Regions from separate parts of the Bicyclus anynana genome. Here region 2 is linked to region 1. A link is a contact called in public Hi-C data. All regions are on one chromosome and are shown on one strand. Each heading gives the region's core, a stretch centred on a gene start, on an enhancer-like site or on the middle of the called end of the contact. The rest is flanking DNA. Distances are from core to core; before and after follow the strand shown.

The links. Hi-C and Micro-C count contacts between places; a contact is called where the count stands out from the background.
Region 2: a contact with region 1 is called in a Hi-C map of whole body, with 2.3 times the contacts expected there. The contact joins the enhancer-like site here to the promoter of LOC112047515 in region 1. A contact is called at or near these places in 2 of 2 Hi-C or Micro-C datasets (whole body and whole larva).

The regions. Positions count from the first base shown.
Region 1 is chr5:2,156,288-2,159,381 of ilBicAnyn1.1, forward strand. It overlaps LOC112047515, which reads left to right and starts at 1,674. Exons shown (of 13, transcript XM_052881718.1): 1 at 1,674-2,111. The coding sequence starts at 2,074.
Region 2 is chr5:2,284,431-2,287,524 of ilBicAnyn1.1, forward strand. LOC112047515 reads left to right here. Exons shown (of 13, transcript XM_052881718.1): 2 at 2,218-2,638. Among protein-coding and RNA genes, the nearest start is that of LOC128198111, 92 kb to the right of the region's middle. Within about 2 kb of position 1,546, at least 8 of the 8 cell types and tissues checked have open chromatin away from gene starts, as enhancers often do.

The DNA of each region.
Region 1 (3,094 bases), core at 424-2,923:
TTCAATACAAATAGTCAAAGATGTCTTGACGATGACGACTATATTGAAATAAAAGAATTTCATGTTTTTTTGTGTTCTAATGAGGCTGTTAAAATAGTCCAAGAGTAAACGACCTCTGTATTGAAACAATCTAAATTCTAGAATGCATCTGTGCCAACAGAACACGGCCCATTGTTCCGCGGGTCACATTATTTCCAGTAGGCGTTCTTGGTTAGCTACGATCTATCAACGAGATACATCTGTGTAAACCTGACTACATACCGACAGTATTTATATAGGAGAATAGATTATGCACAGTGGCGTGCTTAAATATTTCCATCATGGTATGCACTGAGTAAAATTTAAAATGTTTTTTTTCGTTCCTTTATTTCAAACAGGTTTTCAAGCTATTTTGAATAGTCAAATCTGTTTGTTAGTGGTGGTTTTACTCTTTTATTCTGTTACAAGGGGGTTCGGTGTTCGCAAAATTTGTTAAAACAAAAAATTATGAAGAGAAATTTTCTGTAAGACCACTTAATTTTTCTCAGTGGGAAGAGAATTTCCAGCCGACGTTCACACGTGGGCGAAATACTACTTTGGTTACTTAATCATGTTCATTTATTTGTTTGTTACGCTTTCACAGCTAAACAGCTAAACCAATTTCAAAAATTCCTTCACCAATGAAAAGCTACATTATCAGCAATTAAAATAGGCCATATTTTATTTCCGCGTTCTCACGGAAACGTGAACTACGGGGGTGAAACCGCGGGGGGTCTCCATCCAATCATTCCATCTGCTTACATAGTAACAGAACTACTAGAGCGGTAAATACAAGACAATATCCTATGGTCTGGTGCCAATGACTGGCTATTAAGACCAGCTGCCGTGTATTAAAGTTTAATTGCGAATTAATTCAGCAACTAGCCTATTATGTTGCCCAGGGAATTTTAATAATTAAATTATTATTATAATTCGTTGAATAACATTATAGGATTTTATATTTATACTAGGTTTAACTGTTAATTTTTGTAGCCATTTTTAGATGGCGTTTTTATTTGAATAAAATTAGGTGTATAATAATCACACAATCTACACTTAATATTATGAATAGGTAAATGGAATTGTTCTATTTCAACGAGGTTTTGGTTTTTTGGTCTTTAAAATTGTGACTGGTTAAAAGTACACCAAAGTTTGTTTTAAAATATCTTCTCAAATACACACGAAGACTAATTTACTATATTAAAAATAAATTTATTATTTATTTCACTAACTAAACGTAATTTAAGTCGATTTTTTACGTTAATTTTCTATGTAAGTAAGCTCCATACGAAGCTTAATCTACCTTCTATCTACAAAAGCTATTTTCTTTTTAAAACAGTGCTTAAAAGATGTGAAGGCTTGAAAAAACGTTTCATTCATCGGACTTCATTCTTTCAGACTTCATTCCATTATGTTTCAGTTTATGACAGCGCAAGAAATTTTCCATTTTCCACAAATTCAAGGTCATCTCTAGATGGCGCTGAAGGCTGCTCAAAATGGCGCCAAACGCACAGCTGATCGGCCTTCCATATCCGTTTCCGAACACCTGAAGACCAAGTGCGAACTAATCGACCAACAAGTCGACCAACTTGAGTAAAACTCGAGGAAAATACCCGATTATATATGCTTGATTCCAATTCAGTCCACTTCAGGCGCTGAATTAAGGCGGACGTGTGTAATTAAACGATTAAAATGCATTTGTAAATCGATTACGAACAATTGATCGATTACAAATTAATTATTATCAAATTGGATGATAGATTAATAAAGGATTATTATTTGGGTACAATTTGGTGCAATCGAGTCCAACCTTTGGTGTATTATCGATTATAACATCAATGTTGAAAGCTTTTGTCTAGGTCAATAGGGTATTTTCGTATGACCTAAAGTATGTAGTATAGATAGATAAGATAATAGTGCAATTATTTGTTGTGATCTGTAACTAGGTGATTTAGATATTTAGGTGTTTAGTGGTGGTAATAGATTGTACAGTGTGGGTGTTTGTGAAGTGGTTTCTGTTTGTTTTGGGATCTAAGGTTTCGTAATATCGCCGATATGTTTGGTGTTTTGATGAAGAAATGGAAACCTAAAAGGTATGCTTATTACTTTTTTGCTCAGAAGCTCAGATTAATTTAATTAATTAAGTACCTTTTAGAAACTGTATGTAATATGAAAATGTAATAAATCTATAATAAAATTTTAAAGGCGAAAGTCTGTCTGTCTGTCTGTTACCTTTTTAACTGCTGAACCGATCAAGATGAATTTTGGTATAATGGTAAATGGGATCTTAGAGCAAATATAAGATACTTTTTGACTCTAAAATTAAAATTAAAGGGGGTGAAATAGGGGTCAAAAGTTTGTATGGAAAGTCCTTAATTTTTAGAGTTACCGTTTTAAAATTTGTTGATAAACCATAAAAAAATACAAAGTATAATGTGATACAAGAATTTTTAAAATTCAACCCTTAAAGTGGTGAAGTTTTACATTGATTTGCACGCAGACGAAGACGCGGGCGTCCGCTAGTATTATATACTGGCCGTCAAGTACATAATTATTTTTAAAATAAAGCACATACATATTTTCACAAGCAATAACTTAGTTAGTCTTTATGTAAAAATCATAGTTACTTATCTTTATCTTGACTCTTTCTAAAAAACCTATCTAATTTAATAATTAATTAGTTATTTACAAGTTAGCCCTTGACTACATTCTCACCTAATGGTAAGTGATGATGCAATCTAGATGGAAGCAAGCTAAGCTATCTCTACCTACTTGGTCGCGAGTAGTCGTTTTCTATAAACAATTCCATAACGGAATGACTACTTAGTAGCAGAAGGCGACTGCATATTTTGGGAACAGGTGTGGAGGCATATGTTAAGTAGGTATGTGACTAGTAAGCAGTAGGTTTGACATCTTTGTGACTTTTTACTTATGTTTTATCTCAATGCAATAAAGTTCATAATTAAAATTCAACTTTTTATTTGATACACACATCGAGCGAACACAATACGATAATTTTAAATCATCATTTTTTTTGTTGTTGTTAATTATTTATGTTGTTATTGAAAAGTATTGA
Region 2 (3,094 bases), core at 296-2,795, 130 kb after region 1:
AATATTATCAGCATGACTGCCTCCATGGCACAGTGGAATGCGCGGTGGATTTACAAGACGGAGGTTCTGGTTTCGCACCCCGCTGGGCTGATTAAGATTTTCTTAATATGTTTGGCTGATGGAAGGATTCGGCTGTGGCTAGTTACCACCCTACCGGCGAAGTCGTACCGCGAAGCGATTTACTTCAATACTTTTCCTTTTCAGCTTTAACTAGATTATAGGCATGTGGAAAAGTATTAGTTAAAATATCAAAGCTAGCGCCTACGTATCTGTTTAATTATTATTTAATATATCAAACAATTATGTTAGCACAGCGGACTTGGCGATCAACTAGCACAATATTATGTTGGCTATACAAATGCTACAATACCCTGTAGTGGTGCCTTGCTATAAAATACTTTTCATTAAAATATGGAGCCAAATATGTTCCAAAAATAGTATTTTATAATCTAAAGAAAACAGTGGCGTTCTTTCCCACAAGAGCAATGCCCTGTTATTTTCAAAATACTTTTCATTAAAATATGGAGCCAAATATGTTCCAAAATAGTATTTTTAAAACTAAAGAAAACAGTGGCACATGTTGACACAAGATAAGTTAAAATAAACACCAGTAGCCTAGATAAACGTGTCAACTCGCCTTTTGAGCTTACCTGGATTACGTTTGTGGGTTTCTGGGTGACAGTTTTTGCTTGTTTGCTTAAAAATTGTCAAACGAAACAGTTGGGAATTTTAGGGATTGTTTTGTAGTTGTTTTGTTAGCTTGACGGTTGGGTTTTTAGAACGCGTAAAGGGTTTTCATACCTAACTTACGTACATACCATGTACCTAGGTGTTTGAGTTCCTATTGTTTTCGTGTGCATAATTTTTTCATCTTGTTAGAAGTTAGGTACTTACCTATTTATTTATTTTATTTTAAATGGAAGTATACCTATAGGTTTTCCCATTTAAAATAAAATAAATAAATACGTACGTATTATATCTTTTTCATACCTATGCTATGCTATGTAGGTAGGTATCTATCTATGTTCAAGGTAGGTAGATAGGTACCTACTTAGAGTGTCTAGTACCTAAATGCTATGTAAACGGATACTGTATCTACTGATTGCTTCTGAAAATGGTTTTGTTTGATATTTTTTAGATAGATGCAAAATTAATATAGTCCTTAGTAGGTAAGTACCTACTAACGATAAAATGTAAATCCCGTAAAAATTGCGTCAAATAGAAAACACGTAGTAAGATGCCATTCCGTACTTATAGGTAGTTTTTGAAAAGGTGTAGGTAGATAATATTGCGTTTTCAGGTACAAAATTAATTTTGTGTGTAAAAAGGTTAAATGTAACATCAACATTTTGTTTGTATTCATGTATACAAAGTGCAAAAAACTGGCATTCGAGTGTGTTCTCGCCGCCATGATATAGAAGTGCTCGAATATTAAACCGGAGCTAAGCTAACGAGTTAACTAAAACCGCGTAAGGTTTATAGAGGCCGCCCAAGGAATGTGCGCCGCCGGTCCGTCGCAGCCGCGCGGGCGATCGTCCGCAGCGCACGTTACAAGGAGCGTCGCCTAACGAGCGCGTGACGTCACGTGCTATAGACCTTCTAACGAGAGCTAGTGATCTAAACAGTAGTGGCATCACACTAAAGAATACACTTCCAACCGTAGTACCGGTCCGCCAGTATATATACTTCAGAGCGTTAAACATTTCGATAGCGTGAGTTAGAACTTTCCTATTTTTATCGTAAACTATCTGAAAAGTTCAACATTTTTTGTTTTTATTAAATTCTTTGTACTTTTGTTAGTTAGGATTGCTATTTTTTTTCGTTTTTTAACATTTATTTATTAAAATAAAAAATAAAATGTCAAATTTTAATTGATGGTATGCGATCAGCGCCATCTAGTGGCAACTAGGGAAGTTTGTTTTCATCGAACAGTGGCGCCATGTTGTATTCAGTGTAACAGTATTTCCTGAAACTAAAGCTTTTCTGTTTTTATGAAAACGAATTTTAATTATAAAGTTTTGTATTTTTGTTTGTAACAATAAACTTAAAAACTACTGGACCAATTTGAATTCTTTCGCCAATATAAAACTACATTGTCAGGGAGGATAAATACTGTATTTATCCCCGTATTCCCATGGGAATACAATGGGAATATGGAACTAAGCGGGTGAAAAAGTGAGTTTCTGCTAGTTAATAATAATATTTTTTTTGTTTCAGAATATCAAACAATGAAAGAAATGAAAGCCCGGGGACAGATGGCAGCGTCTCTCCAGAACCGCCCGACCGACCTCCCGGGAAGGTCCGACAAATCCACCCGGAGCAAAAAGCTCAAGTACTAGCTTACGACTCCACCTATCGTAAGAAGAACAAACCAAAGTCCCTCCCTCTGGAAGACAACCAAATGTACAATCACTTAGCAAACGCGAACGTTGCAATGTCGCCAATGTATCCCTTGACACCGAACATTTGTATGGAGGGTGGGAAGATCGAGTTCATAAAGTCGCCGCCTGGCAGCGCGAGGAACAGCGTGGCGCTAGTGTCGCCCCCGCAAACTCCGTTGTTAATGCGACGCGGTTCGAAAGAGAGACGCGATGTGCGAGCGTGTAGCGACGAACCTGAGAAGTTCGATGGAGATAAGGTAGGTGGCGTTAATTTGAAAATCGTACATTTTATGTTCAAGTTTAGTCAAATTCTTCATTCAAATCGATCACTCATTCACTCCATGCATGTTTATTTATTTAAAAATCTAGAAATAGAAGTGTTGATATCTTTTTATTAAATAAATGTTTATATTAATAAAGTTTTGTAACTTTTTTACCAACTTCAAATAAAGAAAATGTAGGTAGGTGTATCTACCTACAACCGTGATTTTTTTAAGACTACTGATCCGATTTGGATATTCATTAAGTATATCAGAAAGTTATGGTCTTAATGTGATATTAAGTTATCATCATAATATCAGCCGATGGACTTCTACTGCAGGACATAGGCCTTTTGTAGGGACTTTTATACATGAAACATAGTGATCCTGAACTGAGCCTGCATCCAGGGAATCCGTGTGACTTGCTTGATGTCGTCTATCCACCTGGCGGGG